Linked DNA regions of Sus scrofa: region 2 is linked to region 1. Evidence: chromatin contacts called from public HiChIP or PLAC-seq data. All regions are on one chromosome and are shown on one strand. Each heading gives the region's core, a stretch centred on a gene start, on an enhancer-like site or on the middle of the called end of the contact. The rest is flanking DNA. Distances are from core to core; before and after follow the strand shown.

Evidence for each region. HiChIP or PLAC-seq counts read pairs in DNA pulled down with a chosen protein or histone mark.
Region 2: an H3K27ac HiChIP or PLAC-seq map of skeletal muscle shows a contact between it and region 1. The contact joins two enhancer-like sites. A contact is called at or near these places in 2 of 47 Hi-C or Micro-C datasets (embryonic fibroblasts and fetal heart ventricle) and 1 of 2 datasets of contacts at active chromatin or transcription factors (skeletal muscle).

The regions. Positions count from the first base shown.
Region 1 is chr3:31,808,760-31,811,499 of Sscrofa11.1, forward strand. RMI2 (recQ-mediated genome instability protein 2) reads right to left here. Exons shown (of 2, transcript XM_003124595.4): 2 at 1-1,689. The coding sequence ends at 1,541. Among named protein-coding and RNA genes, the nearest start is that of RMI2, 4.7 kb to the right of the region's middle. Within about 2 kb of position 1,417, at least 36 of the 83 cell types and tissues checked have an H3K27ac peak or open chromatin away from gene starts, as enhancers often do. A contact at or near this core is called in skeletal muscle, where this site is marked.
Region 2 is chr3:32,068,846-32,071,585 of Sscrofa11.1, forward strand. All of the region lies in intron 13 of CLEC16A (protein CLEC16A), which reads right to left. Among named protein-coding and RNA genes, the nearest start is that of CLEC16A, 88 kb to the right of the region's middle. Within about 2 kb of position 1,391, at least 27 of the 83 cell types and tissues checked have an H3K27ac peak or open chromatin away from gene starts, as enhancers often do. A contact at or near this core is called in skeletal muscle, where this site is marked.

The DNA of each region.
Region 1 (2,740 bases), core at 167-2,666:
GAACCCGTGTCCTTCAATAAGTGAATTGGTAAAGAGACTCTGGTGCATCCACACAGCGGAGGAGGATGAGTCAGGAGAAAGAGAAACGAGCGCTCAGGCTACAGAACTACAGGGACAAACCTTCACTGCACGTTGCTGAGCAGAAGAAGCCGCTCTGAAAAGGCTCCGTACGTGGGATTCCAACCACACGACATTCTGGAAAAGTGAAACTATGGAGACGCACAAAGATCAGTGGTGGCCTGGGGTTAGGGGGAGGGCAGGACGAACTGGGGGAGCTCAGAGGATTTCTAGGGAAACAAAAGTATTCTGTATATTTTAATGGTGAACACATGATATGATTGGGGCCTTTGTAACACGCACTGAACTGCACACAGCACAAAGCCTGGCCGTACCGTAAATAGTGGGCTTTACTTAATAAGACTGTATCGGTGCCGGCTCATCCATTTCAACAAACGGAGCGCACCCCGGCATGATGTTAACAGCAGCGGAAACTGAGGGAGGCCTCTGTGGGAACTCCCGTACCTTCTGCTCTTTTTATCTAGAGATGTCAGCTGGCTTACAAACCTATTTGAAAAACATACAGCCTAGAAAACAATGTATTAGTGGTAGAAATCAATAGCCCAGCAAAACTCTACAGCAACGAGGGCTGCCCGGCATTTACAGCGCGAGGGAAAATGGATGTTGGGGAAGCAGCCGAGAGCAGCAAGCCAGCACTCAATGCAATCACAACAAAACCCGGCGCAGATGCTGACCCAGGACCGTGTCTCCCTCCCAGAGTCTCACCAAAAGTTTCATTCGTGCCTGGAAGTCCTTCTTAACCTTGACTTTGGTTTCAACAAGAAACTCTGGAAGGGTTTCAACATCCCAAGTGAAGGAAGAAGGGCAGGCTTCACGGTCCCCACCTGCGGGGAAGGGACCTTCCCCCCAGGGCTGAGCGGCATCCGAAGCAGGAAGAGGGCTGCGTCTTTGAGAGGCCCCAGGGCCTGCAGCTAGAGAACACCCCGCTGGACTTGCAAACTGGACATGGAAGTTGTTGACGGGGGAGCCATGGAGCCATGAGGTCATTCCTTTTCCATGCAGCCTGTTTTCCTGCCCAGAACCACACTTTAATCTCCGTGGGCAGAGACCGAGATTCAAATTTTGCCTCGTAAAACTGGGTCGTGGTGGTCATGGAAAAAGCATCATCACTTGTAAAACTTGGCAAATGCGACGGGAGATTCCTGGGTGCTTTAGGAAGAGAGCGTTAACCCATGTAAAGCAAAAAAAAAAAAAAAAAAAGAAAGAGAGACAGAGACAGAGACAGAGAACCAAACGAAACATCTGCTTTTCATCAGCAAACAGTCAAAGCAAGGGGCAGCAGGGGCTGAGTTCACTGATGTGTCCCAGGATTTAGAAATCCTACATCCGGACTTCTTGGAGCTAAGCTCTCAGATATGCTTTTGAGAAATGTATACTGAGTGGTGGCCATGAAATCCAGATGGTATAAGAACCGGAGCTGTTTCAGTGTTTCGGCTGCTTTTATGGACGGTTCCCACACCATCTAAGGAATATTCCTGTGTAAATCTTCCACTTCCAGCTCCCACATGCTCTCGTGGAGCGGATTATCGGAAAGGTCTGTCATCTTCACAGCCTGCAGGCAGGGCTCAGGGCTGCAGGCCTGAACCACTCCCATCACCATCACATACTTTCCTGGAAGAAGAGAGGCCCGGGCGGTAAAGTTCACAGGCACAGAGAAAATAAATAAAGATAAAGAGCAAATAAAAACAAAACAGAGACCCAGTCCTTGAGAGGGCTTAACTTTATCAGAGAGAGGCAAACAGGACACCCAAAAATGCAGAGAGAGATAGCAAATTGCCAAGGCAGCTGGAAATCGAAATACACAACGTGACAGTCAGAGCCACATTGAACCTGGAGAGTGACCTCTGTATCTTCTTTGATTTCTGGTTTTATTTTATTTTTTGTCTTTTTGCCTTTTCTAGGGCCGCTCCCACGGCATATGGAGGTTCCCAGGCTAGGGGTCGAATTGGAGCTGTAGCCACCGGCCTACGCCACAGCCACAGCAACACGTGATCCAAGCCACGTCTGCAACCTACACCACAGCTCACAGCAACACCGGATCCTTAACCCAACGAGCAAGGGCAGGGATCGAACCCACAACCTCTTGGTTCCTAGTCGGATTCATTAACCACTGCGCCACAGCGGGAACTCCTTGATTTCTGGTTTTAAAATGTTAAAAGTCACAGCACCCTGCCATCACGCACAAAGCTGTCAAGCCCAAGGTATTGAAAGAGACATTCGCATCAGAGGAGGAGGTGAAATTAGGCTGCTCTAAAACAGGGCCAGAAAACTCGAGCTGTTCCCTTCTGGTCCCCTGCTCAGTGCCAGAGTCTGGGACCAGTCTCTGCACAGGACTGGGCCTCTTTCCGCAAAAGACAACCCCTGACAGCCCCAAGGCCATTTTCCCTTCATGACGCCAAGAGGGCTGGGCATGGGGGCAGCACCCCACGTCACCCTGTTGTTCCAACAGCCTGAGACCAATCCCTGCCACCTCCTGCCACCAGCTGGGCACCCGCAAGCAAATCAACAAGAGGGCAGGCTGCCATCACAATGATCTCATGACATATTAACCACGACTTTCTTCCCATTCCCTTGGGGAAGTGGCTCTCTCCTTGAAAGCAAAACTTGGCCAGTCTTAACCACACAAAACTCAATTGTGTAAAAAACCCCAAACACAGCAGGA
Region 2 (2,740 bases), core at 141-2,640, 260 kb after region 1:
ACAAAATAGTGGAAGATAGCAGTGAAGAGCTGATTGTCTGGATTCTAAGTAACTCCCAAGCTCACATGTTGACGTAATAAACCATAACAATATATCTTGCTTTATTGAATTCCTTCCAGCTCCGAACCGGAGGCTCAGTCATGCCAAGGAGATGACAGGGGTGAGGCGAGGGGCTGAGGGCTGGAATGGGCTAGGTCCCCACTCACGCCTCAGCGACATGGCTTCGTCAAAAAATCTGATTGCGATGAACATTTAATTTGTGGACTCGGTATCCCATTTTGGTACTAAAGGCCTAACTCTAAAGCATTCTGGTTTATTACATGGCAAGAAGAATGTCTACTGAATCTTTCCGGCGTTTGTTTTTTTCCCAGGGAAACTGTCGCTCGGTGGCTCTGGGGAGAAAAATGGCTCCTGGGCCTGCCCGGCGCATAACCCAACTTGCTGACCCACCAGCCGGCATCCTGCTTCCAAGCAGGTGGCAGAAGGAGCCCAGATGCGGAGGAGGACCAGGGAGACACAGGCTCCGATCAGCTCCTGAATGTCTGTGGCGAGTTCTCTCTTTGTCTCTTTCCTGTTTTTGCCCTGACTCGCTTAGAATTTGTCAGAAACGAGGAAATCTGTGGCAAAATCATCTCTCGGGAGGATGAAAACCTGCCAAGGTTACCCTGCCCTTCCTCGGCCAGCAGCTGCACTCTCTGTGAAGCGGGGAGACCCCGGGCATGGCGACACTTCGAGAACGTCCCAGGACCAGATGCCAATGCAACCTCTTCCTTAGGGAGGAAATTACGGCCCAGAGACGTCAAGCCACAACCCCAAGGTCACAGAGCAAGGAAGAAGCATAGTTAGAAATGGCGGTTCCAAAGGTGGACAGGGTCCGGGTGGGGAGAGTGCGCCCGCACCGCGGGGAGCCCAAGGCAGCAGGGGAGGGGCCCGCGGCGGTGGGGGGGGCTGTCGGCGGCCGCCCCTCCCTGCGGGGCCTCCTCCTGCCTCGGGCTCCTGCTCTCCGGGGTTCCTTTCCCACTGCAGCGACGGCGATGGAGGCATTCCGTTTTGACACCTGACCTCTCTGACCCTCAGTCTCCTTACAAGTGCAATGGGAATAAGGACAGGAATGGCTGTCAGGCCACAGTGACGACGCCTGCGCTCACGTTCAACAGCCGTCACCTGTCACTACCTCGCGCTGATGGGGATTTTTACTGTGAACACGGCTTGATGTGTTTCCACCTCGGCTGTGCTACACAAGGAGCAAAAGAGGAACAAAACGACAGATGCGAGAACAACCGACCCAGAGCTCACGTTGAGCTACGCTGGAAGGCCCAGAGAAGCCAGGCTGAGCTGTCTGAGGACAGCTCAGGGATGAGCAGCTTGGTGACGAGCAGCTTGGCTTGGATTCTGGGACCAGCAGGACCTGGCAGGCCAAGGGCAGGGCAGGGAGTGTGGAGGAGCCTGCAGAGGGCAGGTGGGGGCCCGAGGGAGGAAGTGATGAGGCAGATGTGGGGGGAGGGCCAGGCCGGGCCTGGATGCCAGGACCCCTGGAGGGACATGATCTGGTTGTGTTCTGGCCAACTCTAGGGTGGTCTCCAGCCCACTGGCCACCCAAGGTGACCTCCGCGCTTCCAGCACCTCCTGCCAAACAGACTCCATAGTGCCACCCATTCTGTGTGAAGGAGACCTGCCCACAGCCAGGGAGGGGGCAGAGCAGGGCCCAGTCCACACAACACACGGCAAAACTTTGCGGAAAACTTCCCCAAACATCTCTGTTCTTTCCCCAAAGTTCCTGCAGGGCCTCATTTCCTCCCCGTCTCTCTTCTGCCAAGACATTCTTCCCAGTCCAAACAGAACGCTGGCTGGCAGCTGTGAATGTACAAGGTCAATGTGACAACATGACAAGGACATGTGAGTGAAAGGGACATGGCACACGTGCAGGTGGACGGATGGACAGGCAGGCAGAGAGACAGACAGGCGCAGGTTTCCAGTCACTGAGAGGCGGGTTTTGCTACAAACCTGTCGAGTGCCTGCACTCGCTGTTCCCCTCGGACTGAAATAAACACTGTAGATAATATACGGTCCTATTTGCTTCAAGCCTTAAGTGCCGAGTGACAGACAAATTCCAGAGAAACCCAGACACCCTTCACATGGCCTGGGAAGCTGTGCTGGGGCGTCTGCACTCCAGCAGCCCGCGTGCTTCCTGGAGGGGTCAGATCCTGCGCCGCCCCCGTGAGTCAGAGCCAGAGCGGGGCTCCCCTGCCATGGCTCCCACCCAATAAACTCAGGAGGCCCCGCTGACCAACTGAGAGAATCCCACAGAGAAGAGAAGGGTGTGGCTTGGCGATGTCAGGGACCAGCTCCTAAGCTTCCTTCCCCTCCAAGTTCTGGTGTCTGGATCCTTCCTCCTTAGCGGTGGCCCCCAGTTGGGACAGGCATGGAAAAGACAAGACCTCGACCAGGGCAGCGTGGAAAGAAGCAGGCATACAAACCTGCAACAAAGAGACCACAACACTGCCGGGTAAATAATGGTCAAAAGATGTTTTTCTTTTGGGCTCCTTGGCTGGAGTTGTGCAAGCATCGCCAGCTTTGGAAAACTAGAGACCAACTATTTCGAAAGCTGACCAGATGTTGGGCCAATTTCCAGTGTACTTCCAGTTCTGATTATGTGTCAGTCAAGACCCAAAGTGCTATTTTTGCCAGTCTCTGCACGGAGAAAGCCCCCCTTTTCCTCATTACCTTTTGGCCTTTCCCA